2 separate regions of the Sus scrofa genome follow, and region 1 is linked to region 2. A link is a contact called in public HiChIP or PLAC-seq data. All regions are on one chromosome and are shown on one strand. The core of a region is the stretch at or near the end of the contact, and the rest is flanking DNA. Distances in the headings are between cores, read along the strand shown. Region 1 holds the start of CREB3 (cAMP responsive element binding protein 3). Region 2 holds the start of PIGO (GPI ethanolamine phosphate transferase 3).

Region 1 (5,516 bases), core at 389-2,888, 560 kb after region 2:
CCCACGGCGACAGAGAAACAAGAGCCCTCCCTGCAAAAAAAAAAAAAAAAAAAAAAAAGAGCACCTGCCAATCTCTTAAATTTTACCTGCCTGAGGTCACCTACCCTGACCTCAGCCTATAACCCCTAAAACTGTCCTTAGTTCCCAACATTAACCCCGATCCCAATTTGTCTCCTGATGCCCAATACTGGCTTTAACATTCAGCTCTTTCCCAGCAGACACTTGAATCCAATCCCTGATCCCTAATTTTGATCTAAATTTTACCTTTAGCACCAAATCCCAACCTTACCCCTAGAGCTTGACCCCTGAACCTAAAGATCATGTGTCACTTGATTCCTGAGTCACTCCTTCCCCGTTTTACCCCTAACACTGGCTATGCCAACGGTCTCTAATGCCTAAAACTGGATCTCGAGCGCCGTTCCTGCTGCTGACCCTTAACCCGACCCTGGACTCTAACTCTGGCTTAGGCTGACCATCCTAGAACACAAAATAATGTCCTTAATCCAAACTTTACCTACCCAAAACGGACCTGACTCACGCTCATAACTCGAAATTTAAACCCCTAAAGCTAACCTTGGCTCCTAAACCCAATACCACCTAATCCCCAACCCACCCAGGGCGCTCCTACCCACATACCCGCCATCAGCCAACCTCAAAGCCGATCCCCGCCCTGCGTCGCACTGCCACCCACTCTTCACCCTCCCCCAAACCTATCCCAGACAGGGGGCTGCTCCCAGCAAGGGAGCAGAAAAGCCTCCCGCAAAAAGGCCTCTTGAACTCCCAGCCCAAGCCGAGAGACACTGGACGCTGACCTCTCCAACAGGACCCGAAACAGGAGACGCAGTCAAGTCAGGGGCCCCGCCCGCCTCCCGGGCCCGGCCTTGCGGCCCCACCCTGAGGCCCCGCTCGCGGCAGACCGGCCTACCTGCGCTGCCCGGCTCTGCGCCCCGCCCGCCGGCCCGCTAACCCGCTCGTTCTCCCGGTGGCTCTCGGGCTCCGGCCTCGCCCTCCCTTCGACACTCTCGGCCACTTCCGTCCGGGAACGTCCCCCGCCCGCGGGCGGCGCCCTGGGCCCGCGCTCTATGGTTGCGGGGACCGCAGGAAGCTGCTCTGGCCCCAGATCTCGATGCTCAGGAGCCGGCCGAAGACCCGCAGCCCCTCCCCGGCAGGAAGCGAGGGTGCGGCGCAATCCCAAGAAGACGCCCGAGCTGGGCCCGAGGTCCCGGTTGCGCGGTAGTCCTTCCTTTTCCTAGCCCGGGGCGAAGGCGGAGGCGGAGGCGGAGGCGGCTCGCCGGAATGCCCGCCCTCGGGGAGTGAGGGGCTGGCAAGGACGTCCCCTCTATTTGCATAGTGCCCGGGACGTGGCGTGCACCAAGGCCACTTCCGCGTCCGGGGAACTCCAAGTCCCGGGATGCCTCAGGGCTCGGTGCGTCACTTGTGTGGTGTTGGAAGTGGCTAAGACTCAGGCTGGGAGGCGGGTCGGGTTTGTGAGCCACCTCCGGCATCCAGGAGGAAAACCCCGCTTGCGGAGCCCATAGGTGTGGCCCACTGACGATCGGTGGGAGTCGTGCGTGGGGTTGGGAGTTGACTCCGGGTGTACTTCTGTGTTTCTGCTCATCCTTTCCGTAGATGTCTCATATGGAGCTGGGGTTGGACTCGGGTGACGATGACTTGCTGGGCTTCCTGTTAGAGGAAAGCGGAGGTCTGGGGGCGGCGCGGGACGAAGCCTTGGAGGCGCCCCTGGATTGGGAGCTACCACTTTCCGAGGTGGGGGGGGGCTCTGAGTCCGGGAGGCCCCGGGCGGGATGGAGGGGTGTCTCTGAGGCAGGGGGTGGTGATCAGTCAAAGTCTGTTAATCTGAACCCTGGGCAGGCATTGAGCGATTGGGACGTAGAGGATTTCCTGAGCTGCCTGTCGAGTCCCCCAGCATCGTTGACCGATTTTAGCCACTCTGACCCCTATCTTGTCCACCATGATCACACCTATTCCCTGTCACAGGAGTATGTCTCCATAGATCTAGGTGAGTCTGATAGAGGTGAAGTTTGGGGGAGGGGAGGGGACTATGGACCTGGCTGTTTATACTTTCCCTCTTGCAGATAATGAGGATTATGAGAAGGAAGGGGCCCAAATGACTTCCCTGCGTGTGGAGGCGCCCGCAGAGCAGGTAACTTGACTTGGTTTACAGGACGATTATTCCCACATTGACCGGGTTGGGGCAGGAGTCCGAATTTCTCTCTGACACCCTCTTGCACCTGTGCTGCCCACCTCTTGGAACCCCAGGAGATTGGTGAGCTGATACTGACGGAGGAGGAGAAGAGGCTTTTGGAGAAGGAGGGGCTTACTCTGCCCGGGACACTTCCTCTCACTAAGGTAAGACTCCCATTCGAGGAGCAAAGACTGGATGCAGGGGTTAAGTCCCTAGTAGGCTGACTCTGTTAATTTTATATCAGTAACTTGAGAAAGGACTGAGGCGAGATGCTGAGTCCAGCTTCGCAGGTAAGGGCTGAGGAACGGGTGCTGTAAAACTTGAGAAAAAGTTAGCATAAAACAAGACACAGAGACATTTATCTTAATTGCGGGTGGGAACTGGGGGACTCAAGGTCTCAGGGACCAAGAGCAGTGCCTCAAGAAACCACACTGCTTTTATTGTGCTCTTTAGGATTACATCAAGTGAGGAGGGGGTTGTAGGTGCAGGACATAGTTCTTTTATTATTTTAAAAGTCACATAGCTGGTAGCTGGTTAAGCTTTTATTCTGACCTTTAGGCATTAACAATCACTAGCATTGAAGAAGCTGGATATTAGCTCTCTGTGCATAGCACCTAGAGAATTATCATTGTGCTTCCACAGACAGCATGCCTATCTGCTGCAACCTGGCATGCCTAGGTTTGTACCTCCTTGCTGATGCATATTCTGCTAACGACCGCTCATAAACCCCCTGGGGCCTTGAGGCGCCTCTTCCTCTTATTTTAACAGGACGTATCATGCTGTGCAAACTGCATGCCTAGACCAACGCATTATGTCCTCATTCAGCTGACCACGTGAATACTTATGCCTTTTGGTCTTTGTTCTTAAGCTTAAATTATTTACTAGCATGGTGACTGTTTTTCAAGCTGGAATATGGGGTTAAGTAAAGCAGGACAAAATGGAATTTTCAGCATAGAAAATAGAAGCAAAGAGGCTAAGAAAAGATTGTAGAAACACGTCTCCTGACAGCGAGAGATTGGCACGTTTGTTGTTTGTAGGAAGCTGTAGTTAATATGCTGGATGCCGGGGCAGATCCTGGTTTTTGTAGGGCTTGTACAAACTTTGGTGTTCTCTTTAAGTAAGAATTCAAAATCATTAGTGTAATATTGGTATAGGGATTTGCAAAGTACTGTGGGAACAGGGGGGTCCTGACACTTAGATTTCACTAGTTTTACACTAATCCACCTATGGCTGAATGGTTAAGTTTTAGAATTCATCAAGGCTGGACTAAGGAGTATAACAAAAATAAATGTAAAATCCTGAGTTTTGCTTCAAGCAATGAGTGGCAGCTTCACATGTGCGGTATTGTGATACTATGATGAAATCAATATTTACTGATAGAAAGATAAAGAGACTTTAATTTCTTAAAAGTACAGTAGTGTGATATGACTACTAAGAGTGAATAGGCCTGGAGTTCCCGTAGTGGCGCAGTGGTTAATGACTCTGACTAGGAACCATGAGGTTGCAGGTTCGATCCCTGCCCTTGCTCAGTGGGTTAAGGATCCAGCGTTGCCATGAGCTGTGGCATAGGTGGCAGATGCGGCTTGGATCCCAAGTTGCTGTGGCTCTGGTGTGGGCCGGTGGCTACAGCTCCGATTCGACCCCTAGCCTGGGAATGTCCATATGCCATGGGAATCAGCCCTAGAAAAGGCAAAAAGACCCCAAAAAAAAAAAAAAAAAAAAGAGTGAATAGGCTTGCAAGCTATATCAGCAGATACTCATTATCTAGTTGTGTTGCCTCTAGAAGAGCAGTAACCACTTGCTCTCCTTTATATCAGCCAGAACGTCACATCTCAGTGTCCAGGCTTGAGCCCAGATCTTTTGACAGATATTACGAGTATACATTCCATCCTGAGAAGAGAGCAGATGATGAGTTAAAACTTTTGCCCAGATTTTTTTTTCACTTGGAAGAAATGTCAAGTGTTTTAAAATAGCTAAAGAGGAGTTCACATCACAGCACAGTGGAAAGGAATCCGACTAGGAACCATGAGGTTGCGGGTTCAATCCCTGCCCTCGCTCAGTGGGTTAAGTAAGGATCTGGTGTTGCCGTGAACTGTGGTCTAGTTCGCAGATGCGGCTCAGATCTGGTGTCGCTGTGGCTGTGGCATAGGCCGGCAGCTGTAGCTCTGATTCGATCCCTAGCCTGGGAGTCTCCATATGCTGAGGATACAGCCCTAAAAAGCAGTAAATACATAAATAAAGTAAAATAGCACCCAGAGATTGGGTGCTAGGTAAATCCGATAGGTAGAAAGAACAGGGGCAGATGTTGGCTCATGACAAGGAAGTGTTTTTTGTTTTGTGTTTTTTAGTTAATAATTAAAATGGTTCTGGCTTGTGAGGGCGTTAACACCTGTTCTCGGGGGCATTCATACAGAAGCAGAGTGCTCAGGAAGGCTGTAGAAGGAATTCGCCCATTGGGAAGCTTGAACTCCGTTGCCTTCAGGCTCTTTGGTCGCACCTTCTTCTGATGTTACCCTTTTCCCCAATGTCCCTCAGATGGAGGAACAAGTTCTGAGACGAGTGCGAAGGAAGATTCGAAACAAAAAGTCTGCTCAAGAGAGCCGCAGGAAGAAGAAGGTGTATGTGGGGAGTTTAGAGAGCAGGTATAAAAGGGAGAGGGACTTCGGGGGGACAGGGAGAACAGAAGTAATTGGGAGCGTCAGGTTTCTGAAGGATGGGTACAGGCCATATCCCCACAGCCCTGTTATTTCTCCAGGGTCCTGAAATACTCGGCCCAGAATCTGGAGCTACAGAACAAAGTACAGCTCCTGGAGGAGCAGAATCTGTAAGCAGCTCTTCGACCTCAGTGCTTTCTCATTCTTCCCGTTTAATACTTTCTTATTTCCCCTGCTCCACACTTGATTTCTAACTGGGCAGCTCCTACATGCAAGGCCTGGTGTTGGCCTTTCATGGGTATCTGATTCCAAGAAGTTCACAGCAATGGGGAATAAATTCCCAAGTTAACTACAGATAAGTATCAAGAAAGAAAGAGGGAGCAAAAAAGACCTCACGTGGCAGAAGGCATTTGACAGTAGATGGGGATTCTGGAGTGGCGGCAGGGAGCATTTTAGGCAAAGAGAACACCACATAGTCTAGTGTGGCTGGAACCCTAACCCAGGTGAGTTGGGCCATAAGGTAGAGAACATAGAGGGAGTTCCCTGGTGGCCTCCTGGGGTAAGGCCTTCTCACTGCTGTGGCTCTGGTTTGATCCCTGGCCTGGGAACTCCCGCAGCATGTGGGTGTGGCAAAATAAATATAAAAAAAGAACATA
Region 2 (5,605 bases), core at 1,142-3,641:
GCCTAAAATTTTCTGCCAGGAAGCTTGCCCTGATAACCATGTACCACCCAGACCACTTATTCCTTATTCCTACAAAAAGCTGTGCTAGTTCTCAATCCCTGGCTATCTGTTTTTCTGTTTTTCCTGGTACACCTTCCTTTTTCCCAGTCAGTGAGTGGACAGAGCCTGGACCCTCTGATCTCTCCTCACTTGTGAGAACACTAAACCCACATCTTTTTTTTTTTTTTTTTTTTTTTGCCATTTCTTGGGCCGCTCCTGTAGCATATGGAGGTTCCCAGGCTAGGGGTTTAATTGGAGCTGTAGCCACCGGCTACACCAGAGCCACAGCAACACAGGATCCGAGCCGCATCTGTAACCTACACCACAGCTCATGGCAATGCCGGATCCTTAACCCACTGAGCAAGGCCAGGGATCGAACCTGCAACCTCATGGTTTCTAGTCAGATTCGTTAACCACTGAGCCACGAAGGGAACTCTTAGACCCACATCTTCTCTTGGGTCTTTCCCCTGCCCCTTTACTGAGAGCTCTCCCAAAGTAAAACCAATACCCCAAGCAGATTAGAAACTCCAGAAGGACAAAGCCCGGACCTGCACTCCCAGCATGCAGGGTTGTAACTCTCCTTCTCTGTACTCCTAGTTAAACATGCAGCTGGGCACCCAGAGTTCTGGCTACTTCTAAGGAAGAAATTCGCCAAGGTACTCCTGGCCTCCAAAGAGGCCCAGACTAACCTGTGCTGGTAAGCTGCTTAATGAGATTGTCTTCTGCTATGGCATAGCTGGCAAAATTACTGCCGGCATCAACAAAGGTTGGCAGTGAGCCGGTGGTGAGGGCCTTGATACGCTGCATGGTGGTGGTTGGGGGGTCAACTTTTGATTGGTAGAGCCTGGCATGGTGAGGCTGACTTTCCAGGATCCTCTGCAAGGAACTCAGTTTGCCCAGGAAGGGCAACGAGACAGGAGGTTCCCCAGAAACGTGTGAGAACTGGGGCTTTGCAAAGTCAAATCGCAGAGCATCTATCACCACCAACACAAGCCGGGGGAATCGGGAAGCCATCCAGCAGGCCCCAGGCTCCCCTTGGCTCCCCCATGGTAGGAACACGGGGCCTGGGGGCTCTTGGCAGCTGCTGTGGTTGTTGAGTTCCAATCGGGTGAGCAGGAAGCCACTGGTGAAGAGAGCAATGCCGGCATAGAAGAGGAAGCTGACCCAGGCCAGGAAGAGCAGTACTGAGATCTTCTGCATCCTGGTGGTGGCGGGGGAGGGAATTCATAACTGTAAAGCAAAGAACCAGTGGATTTTCTAGTCTCTCAATACAAAGCCCAGCTAGGATCACTTCCTCTTGGAAGTCTTCCTCAAGATAAACACTCCCATAGCCAACCCAGTGCAATGTTCCTCTCCACCAGTTATACCAGAGTTTCTGAAGGTGAGGTGCGCAGACTATGGGCATCGACCTGGAGCGGCTGTTTTAAAATGCTGATTTCCAGGCGCCACCCCAGATCCCCTGAATCAGGATCTTCGGCAATGCAGCACAGGCATTTGCACATGTGCTCCAGGAGATCCTAATGATGGAAAACACAGTCCACGAGAGAAACTTATTCCAAGTGGTAGACTGCTTTCTGACAGCCCGTTTCTCCGCCTCTCTCCTCGCCAATTTCAACACCCCTGGGGTGGTCAAAGCTCGCAGTCGCAGGGGGAATCCCGGCCAGGCTCACGGCGCCGCCTGGCGGGGCTCGAGGGAACGAAAGGAAGGAGTCCTACTCCGCTTCCGGACTGCCAGGATCGCCAAGAGACCAGAAGCGCGAGCTCTCCGGCGCAGCAGAGCAGAGGCGCGAGGTTCTGAGGCGTTTGGGCCTCGCCGGGACCAATCGTCCAGATGGCTCTACCTCCTCCGATGGCCACCCGGCCTCCGCCTAGGCACCCAGACCCGGGTACTAGACCTGCCAGACTGCGACCTCTGTGAGCGGGGTGGGAGGGTTCTTTACTAAGGGGAAAAGGCAGCTTAAGGGGGTTTGGGGAGACCCTGGCTCACCTTAAACGGCGCCCGGAAGTGCAGCGGCGGCGCCGGCGGCCTGGCACCACAGAGGTGCGTGCGCTGGATAGAGCAGCCCGCGAGGGATGCCCATCGCCACCTGCTGGCGCCTCCGAGGAAGTTCGGCAAGGAACGCAGGGCTGGCCAGAGAAGGAATCGGTGGGAGATTATGGTAATTTAGCATTGGGGGCAAGGCACTAAGCTAAAAAGTTCTGGGAACCACTGTCCATTCTTGGTTAAGACTAAGATCTGTGCTTCTGGAACCAAACTTAGCTTAAGTCCTAGCTCTGCCACTCATTGTCATTACTGGGCATTACCTCATCTATAAAATAAGGACAGTATTTATTACCCCCTTTTTGCCAAGCTGACTCCAACTGATGCGTTTTTATTCATTCTCTGCTAGTCTTTCACTAATTTTTTTTTGCCTTTTTTTTTTTTTTTTTTTTTTTTTTTTGCCTTTTCTAGTGCCGCTCCCGAGGCATATGGAGGTTCCCAGGCTAGGGGTCTAATTGGAGCTGTAGCTGCTGGCCTACACCAGAGCCACAACAACGCGGGATCCGAGCCGCGTCTGCAACCTACACCACAGCTCACGGCAACGCCAGATCCTTAACCCACTGAACAAGGCCAGGGCTCGGACCCGCAACCTCATGGTTCCAAGTTGGATTCCTTAACCACTGCACCACTACGGGAACTCCAAGTCTTTCACTAATTCTTACAACGCAATAATAAAAAGACAGTCCAATTTTAAAATCAGCAAAGATATGAAGGACATTTCTCCACAAAAGATAGATGCATGACCAATAAACACATAAGAAGATGCTCAACATCATCAGCCATCAGGGGAATGCTGGAGATACCACCTCAGACCCACGAGGATGGCTGTAATAAAAAAGGTGAATAACAAGTATTGGCGTAGGTGTGAAGAAATGTGAACCCTCATACACTGCTGTTAGAATTGTAAAATGCAACTTTGGAAAACAGTCCAGCAAGTTCTTCAGAAGGTTAATCATAGAGTTACCATATGACCCAGCAATTCCACTCATAGGTATTATACCCAAGAGAAATGAAAAACATGTGTTCACACAAAAAATTGCACACTCGAGGGTTCATGGTAGCATTATCATAATAGCCAAAAGGTAGAAACAACACAAATGCCCTTCATTGATGAATGGATGAACAAAATATGCTATATCTATACAATAGAATAGTGTTTGGCAAAAAAAAAAAAAAAGATGAGTATTGCTACATGCTACTACATGAATAAAACTTAAAAAACACGCTAAGGGAGTTCCCATCGTGGCGCAGTGGTTAATGAATCCGACTGGGAACCATGAGGTTGCGGGTTCGGTCCCTGCCCTTGCTCAGTGGGTTGAGGATCCGGCGTTGCTGTGAGCCATGGTGTAGGTTGCAGACACAGCTCGGATCCCGCGTCGCTGTGGCTCTGGCATAGGCCAGTGGCTACAGCTCCGATTCGACCTCTAGCCTGGGAACCTCCATATGCCGCGGGAGCGGCCCAAAGAAATAGAAAAAAAAAACAAAAACAAAAAAACACGCTAAGTAAAAAAGGCAATAAATAACAAAATAGCACATATTATTCCATTTACAGTAAATCTACAAAGTAAAGTAGTGGTTGTCTAAGGCTGGGGGGAGAGGACTGACTACTAATGGGTGCAGGGTTTTTGTGGTAGGGTGGGGATGGGGAAGCAGTGATGAAAATGTTCTAAATTGTGACAGTTGCACAATTCTGTGAATATACTACAAATTATTGAATTTACACTTTAAGCAGGTGCATTGCATTGTATGTGAATTGTATCTGAAAAACTTCAATTAAAAACAAAACAACTTCTCCAACATTTTCTCAAATCAGAGTGAAGCCTAAGTTCTTGTAGTTGCCCTACATGGCCAGCTCCTACACACAAATTCCCCACTTCCCTCTCTGATTTAGCTAGTTACAACTTCTTTGCTTCCTTAACTTTGCTGTCCACTGCAGCTGCTTTGCACTTCCAATTACAAGGCAGTGTACTCTGCCTCAGGACCTTTGCATTTGCAATCTCCTCTGTCAGCTTTATTCTCAGATACCCAGATGGCCTTCCCCTAATTTCCATATCTAAGCTTAAATGTACATCAATGAGGTTTCCTGCAACCCTCTACTTAATGTTACAGCCCCTTCTACTCAAATTCCCCATCTCCCTTCCTTTAATTTCCTTTATAGTACAACTCATCAGCATCTGAAATACTGTACGTCTTTCTTTTTTCTTTTTTCTTTTTTTTGGCCATGTCCATGGCATGTGGAAGTTTCTGGGCCAGGGACTGAACCTGTACCACAGCAGCAACCCAAGACACAGCGGTGACAATACTGATTCCTTATCCCACTGAGCCATCAGGGAACTGCTGATATGATGATTTGTCCCTTCCAAATAGAATGTAAGCTCACTGGGAGTAGGGAATTTTATTACTATATCCTCAGTGCCTGGCATATAGTTGAGATTCAATAAATAGTTATTAAGTGAATAAATTCTAATTCAGAAATATGTTGAAATATCCTCAAAGCCCCTTACCTCAGCTCAGGCCTCATCACCCTCTCCAGGATCAGAGGCAGCCTTCTTATGGTCCTTCCAGCCTCTCATCTCTCGTTCAAATCCTCTGGTTACATTGCTGCAGGACAGCTCTAGCTAAAACACTGTTATTACCTTAATCTTTTTTTTTAATTTATTTTTTATTGTGCCTTAATCTTCTTAACATTCTTCATGGAAAGGGGAAAAAAAACTTTCATGCCCCTCCTCCCTGGACAAAGTCCAAACTTTTCAGAGTGGGGGACTCTATTTCCCTGTGATTTGGGCCTTGACATGTTGTCACCTCTCCCCAACACCCCACCCTTCAGCCACAGTGAGAAGCTCCAAAGGTCCCAACTTCTCTGCCATAGGCCTTAATCAGAGGTGCAGCTGCCAGCTTTCACCACAGCCACACCATGTCCAAGCCTCATCTTCGACGTACACCACAGCTCACGCCATCGCTGGATCCTTAACCCACTGAGCGAGGCCAGGGATCAAACCTGTGTCCTCATGGATACTAGTCAGGTTCTTAAACCTCTCAACCACAACAGGAACTCCCAATCATTAGGTGTTTTTGAATGAATGAGTGTCCCAAGTCCCTGAGCACCCTTTGAGCATTCAGCAGTACTACTCTATCAGGGCAGTCCTCTTTCCCATTTAAAACAAACAAACAAACAAAAACAATCCAACACCTGCTCAAATTCACAGCTCCACACTTAGGAAGGGGGAGGACTACACTCCCCAGCAGGCAGTTCAGTAGACATGTGGCTTAATCTTTCCACTGTATCCCACGGTTTCTCCTGAAGACAGACAGGACGATTTCACTTTACATGAGGTTCATTCTTGTTCACGAAGGAATCCGTTCCCAAGACCTGACAGGACTGGAGTGGCAGTGAACATCCAAGGAAAACATTGGTGACTTTCCCAACTTCACTCCCCAATCAACGAGAACAGTTTTTGTTTTGCCATTGGCCAGTTTATTACATGATTAAAGTTCAAATAAAAAAATAATAACCAAAATCTTGGC

The links. HiChIP or PLAC-seq counts read pairs in DNA pulled down with a chosen protein or histone mark.
Region 1: a contact with region 2 is called in an H3K27ac HiChIP or PLAC-seq map of alveolar macrophages. The contact joins the promoter of CREB3 here to the promoter of PIGO in region 2. A contact is called at or near these places in 1 of 5 promoter capture datasets (liver), 1 of 47 Hi-C or Micro-C datasets (skeletal muscle) and 2 of 2 datasets of contacts at active chromatin or transcription factors (alveolar macrophages and skeletal muscle).

What each region holds. Positions count from the first base shown.
Region 1 is chr1:236,449,630-236,455,145 of Sscrofa11.1, forward strand. It overlaps CREB3 (cAMP responsive element binding protein 3), which reads left to right and starts at 1,639. Exons shown (of 9, transcript NM_001123220.1): 1 at 1,639-1,767; 2 at 1,873-2,020; 3 at 2,097-2,164; 4 at 2,281-2,370; 5 at 4,742-4,848; 6 at 4,962-5,030. The coding sequence starts at 1,639. TLN1 (talin-1) reads right to left here and starts at 1,349. Exons shown (of 57, transcript XM_021065688.1): 1 at 926-1,349.
Region 2 is chr1:235,885,947-235,891,551 of Sscrofa11.1, forward strand. PIGO (GPI ethanolamine phosphate transferase 3) reads right to left here and starts at 2,392. Exons shown (of 10, transcript XM_021065447.1): 1 at 2,027-2,392; 2 at 729-1,269. The coding sequence starts at 1,239. STOML2 (stomatin-like protein 2, mitochondrial) reads right to left here. Exons shown (of 10, transcript XM_013986316.2): 10 at 5,533-5,605.